Linked DNA regions of Mus musculus: region 2 is linked to region 1. A link is a contact called in public Hi-C data. All regions are on one chromosome and are shown on one strand. The core of a region is the stretch at or near the end of the contact, and the rest is flanking DNA. Distances in the headings are between cores, read along the strand shown. Region 1 holds the start of Polr2g (polymerase (RNA) II (DNA directed) polypeptide G). Region 2 has its middle 47 kb from the start of Scgb1a1.

Region 1 (7,338 bases), core at 2,356-4,855:
CAAAATGGTGTGATAACCTGTAGGCCCACGTCTAGACCAAGCTCTGCCGAAACAGTGGGCAGTAAGCCACACCTCCCAAAAGTGCAGTTCACTCTTGCAGATCTGGTCCTCGAAAATTACAGGATGCGCCACTAGTTCAGGCTCAGTAGTGGTGTTAGTAACTACCTCTAACTCTATGAAGATGATGGACTGTTCTCTAGGCAAGCCCTAGTAAGGACAGAAATGGGACAGAGTCTAAGGATATCTGTGTTGTTAAAATCTTTTCCCTGAGGGGGGCTGCGATCGGAATGTAAAGTCAATAAGTAGAGAAAACAAAACAAAACAAAAAACTCTTCTGTAAGGTCCCAATGATAAACCAAGGTACTATGCCACTAGTACCTTGGGCCCCTGAGAACTTATTGGCCTTTCTTACAGAGCCTAGGTGAGGGGTTACTTACAGGAGTGTGGGTGAGCCACTTCAGAAGTCCCTGGCTAAAGGGTTTACCCAGCATAATGTTCCTGTAGCCATATAGATGGAGCTCCCTCCCTAAGTCATTCTCCACCTATAGAATTCTGGGTATATATATATATATATATATATATATATATATATATATATATATATATATATATATATATATATATATATATGTATATCAATCAGGTAATATATGTAATATATATATTACACACACACCCAGCCCTGGAGATCCTGGGGTCATGTGCAATTAGGGAACTGGTTGAGGGAAGTGACTGGATACTCAAGTGAGGGTCTCATGACCCTCCACAGCCCCTCATCCTATAAGGGAAAGTCAACAGTCAGCAAGCACAGCTGAGGTGGTCTTCTGCCTGCAGACCCAGCTAAAGTTCTGAGGAGGATGGTAGTTTGCCTCCAAAGATAGTCCTGTTTGGTCCCATAATACACATGTGGTTGTGCATGTCCACAATATGTTCAGGAGGTAGAAGACAGAGCATCGGAACTTCAAGGCCAGCCGGAACAACAAACTTTCAGCACAGCCTGGACAGCATAAAACCCAAGTGTAGGTGATGTGCTCTTTTAATCCCAACACTTGGGAAATAGAGGCAGGCAGATCTCTGAGAGTTTAAAGTCAACCTGGTCAATATAGTGAGTTCTAGGCCACCAGAGCTGCACCATGAGTCCCTGGAAATAGTTCCACGAATGGAGTTTTGTTTATTTTTTCAATTGAGCTACTTCTTGTTTGCTTGAGAGGATTTCCACATGTAGCACAGGTTGTCTTGGAACTTAGAGTGCTCCTGCCAATGTCTCACCAGCAGGAGCTATAGGCAGGTCAATGGTGACCAGTATTGAAGAAACATTTCCCCCACCCTGTACCTTCTCCTTTTTTTTTTTCCTTTAAAATGACAAGCCCTCACTTAACACAGGCTGTCCTCATATTTGCTCTTGTATCCAAGGATGACCTAACACTCCTGAGCTTCTCTCTATTATCTGAGTCCTGATAATATCTTAGTATCTTAGTATCTTGTCTATATTGTCCAGAAATCAGCAGTTCAGTTTATTGGTTAGCAGCAGCAGCTGGATCCACTCGCAAACACTTCATGGATACACCAGCAGTCCAGTTTGGGAGAGTCAGGATAGCAAACATGAATCAGTAGCAGTGGAACGACCTAGCAGAGACAGCCAGGCCTCAGCCTTGGCACAAGTCAGCAGGTGGGACCAGGAGGAACACTACGAAAAGTTCTAGGCTGTGCCTCTCTCAGGGATGAGATAAGCAGACTTGAGACCTACAAGCATTGCATAGCTAGCTCTAGAAGCAAGCCTAGCTCAGCCTCTATCACCATCCACTGAGTCCTACTTATACTCTCTCCAAACATCACATGTTCTCCATGAGTCTTGACGCAGCACATGCGTCTGTCTTACCTGACATCACTCTGCCAATCAGCCCAAGTCCGAAGAAGCAGCAAGAAACTGCAGCACACCACCAAAAGTTTTTTGGTGCATTTCTCCCTATGGAGTCCTGACAAATTCAACTCAACTGTGCAATGGAAGGCAGGCCAATACATGCCAGTTTTTAGCAAAGAATCCTTTATCACGTGTCCTTTCATGTGCTTGCTTTAGCAGTACATCTCTCTCCTGTGTCTGCTTCAACTAAATGTTCCTTCATGAGTCTGCCTTACTCTTTCACCTGTGTCCACTTCAGGAAAACACTCCTTCACGTGTTAGCTCCAGCAAAATACCTTCCAACACAACTGACAAACCTTAAGCTTCCACTTTACCCAGGACTTCAAAAGAAAAGGCAAGAGAATTGTTAAAAGTTCAAGGCAAGCTTCCTCTACAAAACAAATTCCAGGCCGTCCATGGCTACATAATAAAACCCTGTCCCTCAAATAGAAAAGAAAGTAAGCCTAGTGCATGCCTGCAGACATAATCTTTTTGTTTGTTTGCTGTCTTTTTGGGGTTTTTTTGTTTTGTTTTGTTTTTTAAGACAGCCTTGTTTATGTGCCCCTGGCTGTCCTGGAACTCACTCTGTAGACCAGGCTGGCCTCAAACTCAGAAATTCACTTGTCTCTGCCTTCCAAGTGCTGGGATTAAAGGCGTGCGCCATCATGCCCAGCTAAGTGATTTCTTTTTAATTATGTGTACTTAATAATGTATGCTACCTATGTGTGAGTATGAGCCTATGAGTACTGGTACCTTCTGAGGCTACGAGAAGATTTCAGGTCCCCTTAGAGCTGGAGTTGTGAAATGCTAGTGTTAGTAACTGAACTCAGGTCCTCTTTGAGAGCTTTATTTTTATTTACATGTAAAAAAAAAAAAAACCGTTATTCTTATTTTATATGTGTGAGTGTTCTGGCTACAGCTATGTCTGTTCACCACAAGGGTGCTGTGTTCATGGAGGCCAGAGGGCACTGGATCCCCTGGGATTGAAGTATAGATAGAGAGTTGAGTCAGCATGCTTGTGCTGGGAATCAAACCTGGATCCTTTGGAAGAACAATCATATCCCCAGCTGCCTAGCCTTTCTTTTTATTTTACAAGCATGGGTGTTCTGCCTGTATGTGTGTTTGGGTACCACTCACATGCAGTGCTGAAGGAAGCCAGAAGAGGATGTCAGCTCTCCCTGAGCTGGAGTTACAAAGAAGAGTGTGAGCTACCCTGTGGGTGCTGGGAATTAAATCCTGGACCTCTGCAAGAGGAGCAAGTGCTCTTAAGGACTGAGCTATTTCTTCAGCCCCCAAATTAAATAATAATAATTTTTTGGTTTTTTTTAAATATGTGTAAATGTTTTACAGGGTTGTATACACAGCCCAGGTTACCCTGGAACTCACTTTGTAGCTGTGGCTTAGCCTTAAGTTTAGAGATCTGTTTGCCACGGCTGGGTTTAAGGGCATGTGGTAAAAGTCAGACCTAAAATAACTCACATTTTTTGGTTGGTTTTGGTTTTGGTTTTGGTTTTGGTTTTGGTTTTGGTTTTAGTTTTGGCTTTGGTTCTTCGAGGCCGGGTTTTTCTCTGTAATCCCGGCTGTCCTAGAATTTGCTTTAAGTAGGAGGGGAGTATGAACGGTGGTGGGCAGGCCTGAGGGGCGGGGCTTCATGTATCCCCGCCCATGACGTTAAGACTCAATCAGCGCTGCGGAAGCGACCGCAGAGAAGTGGTGGGACTTCTGCAAGTGCTTCCGGAGAGGTCTCTGCGTGGGAAGTTCTGGGCGCTGCGGGCCAAGCTTCTGCAGAAGATGTTTTATCACGTGAGCTGGATGCGGGGTAACTGTGAGGGGCAGTCACAGGAGGATCCTGGAGGCCCGGAAGGGCCGACAGGTCGCCTCCTGTCCTCAATGTGGCTGGCTGAGTCTCCATCTTCCTTTCTCTGCAGATTTCCCTGGAGCACGAGATCCTCCTGCACCCACGATACTTCGGTCCAAACTTGCTCAACACGGTGAAGCAGAAGCTGTTTACCGAGGTGGAGGGGACCTGCACTGGGAAGTGAGTTTCTGCTTCACAGAGAGGTCTGCTGAATGCACGCACAATGGCGCTAGTCTCTAACCTCTTCTTAACTCCTTCTGTCAGGGCTTGTCGCTTACTCTGAGGAACCCTTTCACCCCTCCAGGCACCTGAAGCAGCCAGTTTTTGCCTGTTTTAGACACTCTGAAAAGCTACTAAAGAAAATTTTCTTCCCTTATGTGAGATAAGACCGTTATTATGCAAATGTTTTTGAGTTTTGAGATGGCCTCACTATGTGGACCAAGCTGGGCTCTAATTCAGAGATCTGCCTGCCACTGAGTGCTGACATTAAAGGCTTTCATCACAATTCTCTGACTCGTTTGTGGTTTTTGAAAGACCTGTCTCAGCTTTGACCCTGGCAAGTCCTCCTGCCTTAGCCTACATGGTACTGAGAGAATAGGTGTATGTCAGCATATCTAGGCCTTCTTGGGCATTTACTGTACCATCATGAGAGCATCATTTAATATTTCATGTGCTAAGCTGGTCGGGGGTGGCGCATGCCTTTAATTCCAGCACTTGGGAGGCAGAGGCAGGTGGATTTCTGAGTTCAAGGCCAGCCTGGTCTAAAGAGTGAGTTCCAGGACAGCCAGCGCTACACAGAGAAACTCTGTCTCGAAAAAACATATATATGTGTGTGTGTGTGTGTGTGTGTGTGTATATATATATATATATATTTAGGTGCTAATCTGTGTCCTGTCTCTTCTTGATCAATGAACCATCTGAACAGAGGTTCTTTCACACAGAGACTCTTATTGCTGGTGGCTTTTCAGAGGCTCTTCACATAGCTGTCTTCTTTCATTTTTCATGCAGATATGGCTTTGTAATTGCTGTCACCACCATCGACAATATTGGTGCTGGTGTGATCCAGCCAGGCCGAGGTTTTGTTCTTTATCCAGTGAAATACAAAGCTATTGTTTTCCGGCCCTTTAAAGGTGAAGTGGTGGATGCTGTGGTCACTCAGGTCAACAAGGTAAGAGTATTATTCATAGAAAGGTTATGGGGTATTTCCTAAGGTGAGGGTTCAGTCCCTAGTCCACTTACTAGTTGCCTTAAGTCTTTTGTTGTTGTTAAGATTCATTTTATCTTAGTTTTTTGGTTTTTCTTTTCTGGTTTTAGGGTTTTCTTTTTTCTTTTCTTTTCTTTTCTTTTCTTTTTTTTTTTTTTTTTTTTTTTTTTTTGAGACAGGGTTTCTCTGTGTAGCCCTGGCTCTCCTGGAACTCACTCTGTAGACCAGGCTGGCCTCGAACTCAGAAATCCACCTGCCTCTGCCTCTCAAGTTAAAGGCATGTGCCACCACTACCCAGCAGGTTTTTTGTTTGTTTGTTTGGTTGGTTGGTTGGTTGGTTTGATTTTTTGTTTGTTTGTTTGTTTTTGTTTTTAGAGACAGGGTTTCTCTGTGTAGTCCTGGCTGTCAGTTTTGTACTTTTGTTTTTGAGGCAGGGATTCACTGTGTAGCCCTGGCTGTCCTGGAACTTACCCCATAGACCAAACTAGCCTTAAACTCAGACATCCACTTACCTCTGCCTCCTGAGTGCTGGGATTAAAGACACGAGCCACCACCACCCAGCAATTTATTTTAATTTTAACTATGTGTACTTGTATGTTATCTGGGGTGAGTGCAAGCCCATGAGTGCTGGTACCTTCTGAAGCTTCAAGAGGGTTTCAGGTCCCCTCCTACCTGGAGTTGTGAGACCCTGGATATGGATGCTAGGAATTGAACTCAGGTCCTCTGCAAGCACGGTTATGCACTCTTAATTATTTAGCCATCTCTTCAGTCCCTTAGGTCACTTTTTGGTTCTTCACTTTCCTTAACTGTCTTTCCATCTAACTTAGCTGGGGGTGTCTTCTGAATTACAGAAGTAGTCGTGCTACAATAGAAATCTGCATTGACTGAGTCGTTACTGTTGACTGATAGTATGCAAACTACCCCCTGACTCTTTTTTTTTTAAGGGTTTTTTTTTTTTTAAAAGATTTATTTATTTACTATATGTAAGTACACTGTAGCTGTCTTCAGACACTCCAGAAGAGTGAGTCAGATCTCGTTATGGATGGTTGTGAGCCACCACATGGTTGCTGGGATTTGAACTCAGGACTTTTAGAAGAGCAGTCGGGTGCTCTTACCCACTGAGCCATCTCACCAGCTGCCCCCTGACTCTTTCTTTCTCCACTCTCCTCTCCAGACCTGAAGATCAAACCCAGGGTCGTACAATTCAGCTAAATTTCCAAGCCCAGGCCTTTCTTCGTTTATTTGTTTGCTTTTGTTTTTTTGAAACAGGGTCTCACTATGTAGCCAAGGCTGGCCTTGAACTCACTTTGTAGCTCTGGCTAACTTTTTTTTTTTTTTTTTTTTTTTTTTTTTTTTTTATTATATGTAAGTACACTGTAGCTGTCTTCAGACATTCCAGAAGAGGGAGTCAGATCTCATTATGGATGGTTGTGAGCCACCATGTGGTTGCTGGGATTTGAACTCCTGACCTTCGGAAGAGCAGTCGGGTGCTCTTACCCACTGAGCCATCTCACCAGCCCTCTGGCTAACTTTAAACACACAGATTTGCCTGCCTCTGCCTCCTAAGTGATAGGATTAAACGCTTTGCCACCTTGACTGGCTGTATGGATGTTTTGTCTTGTCTGCATGCATGTTTCTTTTGTTTTGTTTTGTTTTTTTGAGACAGGGTTTCTCTGTGTAGCCCTGGCTGTCCTGGAACTCACTCTGTAGACCAGGCTGGCCTTGAACCCCTGCATGCATGTTTGTGTACCACATGTGTGCTTGGTGCCCAGAAGACGGGTGTTGGATCTCCTAGAACAGGAATTAACAGAAGGTTGTAAACTGCCTTGCAGGTTCTGGGAACCAAACCTGATTCCTTTGGAAGAGCAACTAGTTTTCTCAACTAGAATGGCATGTTCTTGCTCTCCCCCCAGCTCTTTTTAAAATAAAAATCTTTTAAAAATAAAAATCACCACAATCTCTGAAGTGAGAACGCCTGGTATAGTGTGTCAGGCCTGTGATTCTTGCACTTGGGAAGCTGAAGTAGGACTGATGTAAGTTTTAAGCTGTCATGGGCTATAGAGTGAAATTCTGCCTCAAACAAAAAAATAAGGATCTGGGCTCTTATTTGGTGGGTAAAATGTTTCCTGTGCAAGCATCAAAACCTGAGTTCTGTTCCCCAACACCTTTGTAAAATCCAGGCTTAGTAGTATGAACCTGTAATCCTTTCTACTTAGAAGGATGAGTCGGATCCCAAGTTCAAGGCCTGCAAGGTTAGGTGGTGTAATTTAGTGAATTTAAAAGCTACGGGTTATAGCTCAGTGGTTTAGAACACCTGTTGGTACTGTAGGACCTGGGTTTGACTCCCAGCACCCACATAGCGGCTCACAATCCCAG
Region 2 (7,338 bases), core at 2,217-4,716, 240 kb before region 1:
ATTAGTACACATAAAAATTTTTAAATAAATAAAACAAGAAAGAAAGGAAAGGAAAGGAGAGAGAGAGAGAGGGCAAGGGAGAGGGAGAGGGAGAGGCACTTGGTGGGTGGGGTTCACTAAGTGTTTCTTCCCTAGTTTGTGGGCTCCACCCTTAGCATCAAAGGAGGGAGAGTGGGAGGAGAAGGAAGCTGCAGTGTAGCTATATATAGCATGGTAAACTCATCACTAGACCCCATCTGGCTGGTTGGTGACGAAGCCAGGGATGAATGGAGAGAGGTATTCAACTCCTCTGTGTTCAGGTCCCAGCTCTGACACTTAAGGGCAAGTCGCACCACCACGTGGAGCCTCCAATAGTTTAGCCATTACCTAAGGCTGACAACACCTCCTGCATTCATTTTTGATGAACGGACTTTCCATAGCTAGCACCTGAAACGGAGGAAGCACTCAGATCATCTCCCCACCCCCAAGGTCGACTGGATGGCCGCTAAATGACAGGCACTGTTCTCATAGGGCCAGAAGCACAGTTTTCAACAACAGCCAAAGTCTCTTTATGGAGTTTACTCTCAAAGGAAACAGAGAGAATGGTGTAATCAAAATGAAATAAAAGCCATGTTTTCTCAAATACACCTAAAAGAAAAATGTGAAGGAAAAAATAATCTAGCAAGTAAATGGGATTTGAAGTGTGGTTCTTAGGTTGCCTCCCCAGAAAGCCATCAGCCGAAAGAGCCTTGAGTACAGACTTCAGGGTATGCAGAGTGTGGTCTTTCCTAATACTCACTGGCAGTGCTCCGGGTTTGGCAGTAACAGAATATTTTCTCAGTGTCCAAATGGGTTTTTAAGATGTTATTACCTTTATTTATTTGTGTACAGGATTAGTACATACATATCATGCATGTATGCAGAGGTCAGAGGACAACTTGCAGGAGTCCATTTTCTCTTTCCACCATGTAGGTCCTGGGGATTGAACTCAGGTCATCAAACTTAGCAGCAAGCACCTCTACCCACTGACCCATCTCACTAGCCACCTCCACTCCTTTTTTGAAGCAAGATCTCACTCACTGTGTATCCCTGGCTGCCCTGAAACTTGATATTTAAACCAGACTGGTCTCTTACTCTTACTCCACCTGCCTCTGCCTCCCGATTAAAGGTGCACTGTACAACATGGGCTGGCATACACCACACACACTTTTCACACACTTTTTTTTTTTAAAAATATTTTGTTTTTCTGTGAAGCTCTTGCTGTCCTGGAACTCACTCTGTAGCCCGGGCTGGCCTTGAACTCAGAAATCTGACTACCTGTGCCTCCCAAGTGCTAAGATTAAAGGCATCTGCCACCACTGCCAAGCTCATTCACCACTTTTTAGACAGTGTCTCACATTGTAGTTTAGGCTGGTCTGGAATTCATTATTCACCCTCCACTGGTCTCAAATGAACTCACAATGAACTACTGCTTCAGCATCCAATATAGCTTACCAAATGGAACAACACATAGAAGAGAATATCAAGAGTCTCCATTTTGTTGTTTATAGATTAAGAAAGCTACAACAGGAAATATAAAAAGTAAAAACATCATAAAGGTTACATTCTAGTGAAGGGGACAGAAGCTAACAAATGTAGGTATTAACACTGACTAGATGGAGAATATGGAATTAGTAAAAGCCAGAGGTGGTAGTCATTGAGGTGGCTCATGCCTGAATTCCCAGAACTCCAGAGGCTGAGGCAGGAGAACTGAAGTGAGTTCAAGGTCAGCCTGTACTACATATGGAGAGTCACAGTGAGAAAGGAAGGAAAGGGATGGAGAGAAGGTGGGGGCTTGAAAAGAAGGATCAAAGGTATGTTAGAGGTCTCTCTGGTGAGGTGACATTTACCAAGAGAAGAATTTCCCAAGCAGAAGGGCATTCCAGGCATAGTTCATAGCAAGGAATTTGATTGTCAAATCAAAGAACAGCAAAGGATCAGGAATGGAGAGCAGGAGCCAGATGCTGTAGAAGTAGAAGTCTTAAATCATTGCTAGCCCTTGAGCTGTGTTTCACAGTGAGATGGAGAGTCACAGAAAGGTATAAGTGGTAAATGACATAATTTTTTTTGAGATATTTAGAATAAGTTGGCCTAATTGACTAATGTTTTGAAAAAGTCAATCTTGTTGCTATGATATAAAAAGGACCAGAGGGTCCAAGACACAGAAGCAACTGTCATAGTGTGGGTGAGAGTTAGGAGCTCAAATCAGGACCGTTGTGGGTAGTCACAGAAAAGTGACTGTATTATAGAGGTGGAAAGACAGAATGGGGGAAATTGCTAATGGCATATCAAATGTAAAAGATGGGCTCAGCACCTGTTCATCTGGACAAGATGACATTTATGAAGACAAAACTCTGTGAGCCACCGCAGTAGAGGGTAGGGAGGTAGGAGAACTTTCCCAGCAAGTGTTCACACATCTCCTGATGTATAACGTTCACCTGATACAAGCTAAGGGCCATATCAAGAAGTTCCATTACTGGATATATACTGAAAAGAAGTGGGTGCAGGGCCAAGATGACTCAGCTAATAAAGAAGGTTGCAGCTGAGCCTGACAATCTGAACTCCATCCTCCAGATCTTCACAGTGAAAGGTGAGAACCAACTCCCAAAAGTTGTCCTCCAATGTCCACTGACACATTGTGGCACATGCAAAAAAAAAAAAATGTTTAAGACAGTAACTCAGATTATGTAGTCCTGGGTAGCCTGGAACTTGCTATGTTGATCAGGCTGTCCTCTTACTCACATAAATCTACGTGCTCCTGCCTCCTAAGTACTGAGATTGGAGGTATGCACAACCGTGATCATGCCCATCAGTAAATGTAATTTTTGAACGAAAGAGATATTTGCTCATCAGTGCTCATAGCAGAACTATTCACAAAAGGTAGAAAGGCATCCTAAATATCCATCAACAGATAAGCAGGTAAATGTGGCATATACGAGAAATAAACTACTATTAATATAGAACAGAGATCATATTCTGACATGTGCTGTAACATTCAGAACACTACTACAAGTAAGCCAGACCCCAAAAAACAGATGTTTTAGAGTCCACTGATATGAGGTACTTGGAATCATGGGATTCACAGAGTCACACCAAGGAAGGTGGTTTCCAGGAGCTGGGTAATGGGAATAGGGAGTTGGTGTTTAATGACTATAGAGTTTGAGCTGAGGGAGATGGCAAGAGTTCTGGAGGTAGCATATGGTAAGGATCCCACAAGCACAGGCAGGTACTTAATATCACTGAAGTGAATATCCCAAAAGGGTAAAGCCAGGGGCTGGAGAGATGGCTCAGAGGTTAAGAGCACTAGCTGCTCTTCCAGAGCACCCAAGTCCAATTTTCAGAACCCAAAAGGCAGCTCACAGCTGTGTGTAACTCTTCTGGCCTCCAAGGACACCAGGCATGTATCTAGTACATGTAGAAGCAGGTGCACACATAAGCACAGTTCTCTCTCTCCCCCCCTCTGTCTCACTTCCTCTTTCTTCTCTCTCAAATAAAATAAATAGACTTAAAGGAGAAGGAGGAGGAGAAGAAGAAAAAGAAAAACAGTTAAAGCAGACCTAGTATCATAGACCTACAATTGGTCTGCACTTCTACCTACCTGGGAGGTTAAGGCAGAAGGATTCAAAGCTGGGCTACAGAATGAGTTCATATAAGTTGAAGCTTATCTCAAAGTAAAAAGTTAAAAACAGGACTTGGGAGAAGGGTGGTAAAGTGGTTGCCCAGCATGCATAGAGCCTTGAAGTCAATGCCCACGATGAATAAACCAGGTGTGACAACCAACTCATACTGTAATCCCAGCATTCATAAGGTGGAAGCAGAGGATCGGGAGTTCAAGGCCATCCTTGCAAATTCAGCAAGTTTGAGGCCAGCCTCAAGGTCATCCTCTGCTACATACTGAGATCAACTCAGCCTGGATTCCAAGAGAACTTTTGAAAAAAAAAAAAAAGAAAGAAAAAGAAGCCGGGCGTGGTGGCACACGCCTTTAATCCCAGCACTTGGGAGGCAAAGGCAGGTGGATTTCTGAGTTCGAGGCCAGCCTGGTCTACAGAGTGAGTTCCAGGACAGCCAGAGCTACACAGAGAAACCCTGTCTCGAAAAAACCAAAAAAAAAAAAAAGAAAAAGAAAAAGAAAAAGAAAGGTAAGAAGAAAAAGAATAAAGAAAGGAACCAGGTAGTGGTGGTATGTGCCTTTAATCACCAGGACTTGGGATGCAGAGGTAAGTGGATCTCTGTGAGTTTGAGGCCAGCCTGGTATACAGAGTGAGTTCCAGGACAGCCAAGAACACACACAGAGAAACCCTGTCTCAAAAAACAAAACAAAAAAACAAACAAAAAAAAGAGAGAGAAGAAAGAGTAGGAAGAAAAAGAAAAAAAGATGAGAGATATATAGCTCAATAGTAGGACTCTTGCCTAGAAATTTCAAAGCCCTGGGTTAAATTGCTCTTAGTAGAAAATAAAAAGGTTAAAATGGTATTTTAAAAGGTTATTTTAAAGCTTTTACCAAGTTCACGTGTGAGCATGACTCAGGCACTTAAATATAAAATGAACTGGGTGTGGTAGCACATGCCTGTCTGTAATCCTAGTACTGGGGGAGGGGGGGAGGCAGGAGGATCACAAGCGCCAAGCCAACATGAGCTACTCAGGAAGACCCCCACCTCCGTCTAAAAATAAACAAACAGAAAGAAAAAGCAAACAAATTATAGCCTGCACATGTTACAGCGCTGAAACGGCCTAGAGCCCGGCAGCTTCAGGGCTGCTCCGCTGCCCTTGAAACAGGGCGACGAGGTCTGCAGGAACATGGCTGCCTCAGCTGTAATTTGAGTTTCCACACTCCAACATCTCACCTTCAAAATGACCATTAGCCTTGAAGCCACAGACTGACCAGGCTCCCAGGTAGCTCCACCTGAATGGACTGACTTGCTGCTATTTTACTAAAATGACTGACCACTGCTGACCAACAGCAAGCTCTGTTGTACTCAAACTGGTTTTTTAGATCTCAGAGAAATGCCAAAACCTTCTTGTGATCTGCAGGCAAATGGCAGAGCCAGGTAAGCCCGGTGCCTGGAATCAGACAATCTGGTTGTCTGTCAAGTGATGTTTGACAGCACTGGGATTCTTATCATAAATCACCATGCCCAGCACAACTTAGTTTCTAGGTTGCATGTGCACAAGACCCTACATTCTAAGGAAGCATTCACAGTCAAGGGAGAGAGACATTCCTGTACTTTAGTCCAAGGCACGTGGGACTGGTGAGATAGGCCAGAGGGTAAAGGTGATTGCCTCTAATATCTGACTTAGGACCTGACTTTGATCCCTGAGACCTACGTGGTAGGAAGAGAGAACCATCTCACGCTTGTTCAGTATTTGAGTTATTTGGGAAAGAGATTTGATCCTAACCCCCTTTAAATTTCAAGACATTTAAACAATAATAAAACAAATTGAAAAAAGAAACAAGCACCTTGTTGGGATGGCAAATACACAAGAAACCAAACGGTTTCCCACGAGCAATAGAGCACTGTCTACCACGAAAGCCCAGTAGCCAGCCTGCAGCTCTTGCCATCTTCTGCCCATTTTGTTTGCTGAGCATTCTTTGCCCCACCCCACCCCCAGCCCCCTGCCTCATGTAGTCTAGTGGAAGTCCAGCAGTGTGGGAGCTAGTGTTAATATGCCCAGGAATCCTGGGAAACAGGGTCTTTGAGACTCAAGTGGGCCTGAATGGAGGGAGAGATCATCAAAAACTCAATCAGAGGATAGACTGGTAGGAAAGCCTAAAATCCTAACTACTGAAGAGGTTGAGGCAGGAGGATTAAAAGTTCCAGGTCAGCCAGAACAACTTAATTAGACTCTGACTCAAAAGAAAAATAAATAAATAAAAAGAGGGTTGGGGTTGCAAATCAGTAGCAGAGGGCTTATTCATGTCTCCAAGACCCTACATTCAACCCCCAGTCCTGCTAATAATAATAATAATAAATAATAATAATAATAATAATAATAATAATAATAATAATAATAATAATAATAATAATAAACAGTAAGGCAGGGCATTGGAAGGATCATGAAGACCAGATCTGTGGCCTGGCATCATGGCTCGGGGACCTGCAAAGACTCCAGCACAGGTGGAATGAAGGATGCCCTGTGGGAACAAAGGGCACAGAGATAGAAACTGGATCACAAACCATCTTGTATGCTAAGAACATGAACTTTACCCTACAAGTCACCAGCCACTGGAGACCTTAAAGAAATAAAGTAATACCATTTGGTCGAGCATGTGTGTTTGTTTTAAACCAACGCTCTGTGAGCCTACTACTCTAGCAGTGAAGAAAAATAAGACAGGAAGGCAGGAGGTGACTGCAGTCAGCAAAGAAAACCTCAGCCACCAGAGATGTCAAGGATGTGGGCGACCTGTGTGGTTACCAGAAATTAGCACAGAAATCAGGAGGGTGGGGGTCAGAGCAGGAAGAGATGGAGTCCAGTGCTGGGCACCTCAGAAGTGCTTGGAGGAGTATGGGCTTGGGATTCAGCAGGCCCCCCAAGGTTACCCAGATAATGAGGGAGGGAAAGAACCTGAAGATAAATCCACAAATCTGTGGAGGAATTATTACATTTGTGAGCTTATGGGGAAAGAGAGGCTACCGTGGAACCTGTCCTCAGTATGTGATATGGCCACTTCGGTTTATGTTTTGGTTGTTGTTTTGTTTTGTTTTTGAACAGATTCTATTTAACCTTGGTTGGCCCAGAACTCATCCTGTAGATCAGACTGGCCTTCGACTCAGAGTCTACCTGCCTCTGCCCCCAAATCCTGGGATTAAATGTGTGTTGCACCTTGCTCAGACCCCACTGTGTTATTCACAGAAGAGACCCTCACAAGAGAAGGTCTATCAGCATATTCCCCTCACAGCAATAGATGAAAACCACTCTCTCTGCTCGTATGAGATGGAAGGGTAACTAAGACATAGTGACCCCAATCTGTAGACCCAGCACTTGGGAAAATAAGGCAGGAAGATTTCAAGTTACTGTGAGTCTAGGGGTGGTCTAAAGTACAGAGGAAGACCTTGAATCAAAAATAACAAAAACAAAAACATGGGGGCTGGAGAGATGGCTCAGTTAAAAGAATTTGCAGCTCCTGCTGAGGACAGAACTACCTATCATGCCAGCTCCAGGGCACTTACGCCTCTCGCCTATGACCTCCACCAGCACTTGTGCTCAAATGTACATACTCATACAGACATCAGACACACACACACACATAATTAAAAATAATAAAAATATTTTTTAAAAGAGGTAGGAGAGAAGGTTTTGAATTTCTGGGTCCAGCAGGCC

The links. A called contact is a pair of places that touch in the nucleus more often than the background predicts.
Region 2: a contact with region 1 is called in a Hi-C map of pre-B cells, with 4 times the contacts expected there. A contact is called at or near these places in 1 of 484 Hi-C or Micro-C datasets (pre-B cells), 2 of 130 datasets of targeted methods (bone marrow-derived macrophages and pancreatic cancer cells) and 2 of 9 other capture datasets (adipose tissue and liver).

Annotation. Positions count from the first base shown.
Region 1 is chr19:8,794,824-8,802,161 of GRCm38.p6, reverse strand. Polr2g (polymerase (RNA) II (DNA directed) polypeptide G) reads left to right here and starts at 3,605. Exons shown (of 8, transcript NM_026329.2): 1 at 3,605-3,703; 2 at 3,829-3,938; 3 at 4,767-4,926. The coding sequence starts at 3,692.
Region 2 is chr19:9,037,384-9,044,721 of GRCm38.p6, reverse strand. It overlaps a transcript of Ahnak not described here. Among named protein-coding and RNA genes, the nearest start is that of Scgb1a1, 47 kb to the left of the region's middle.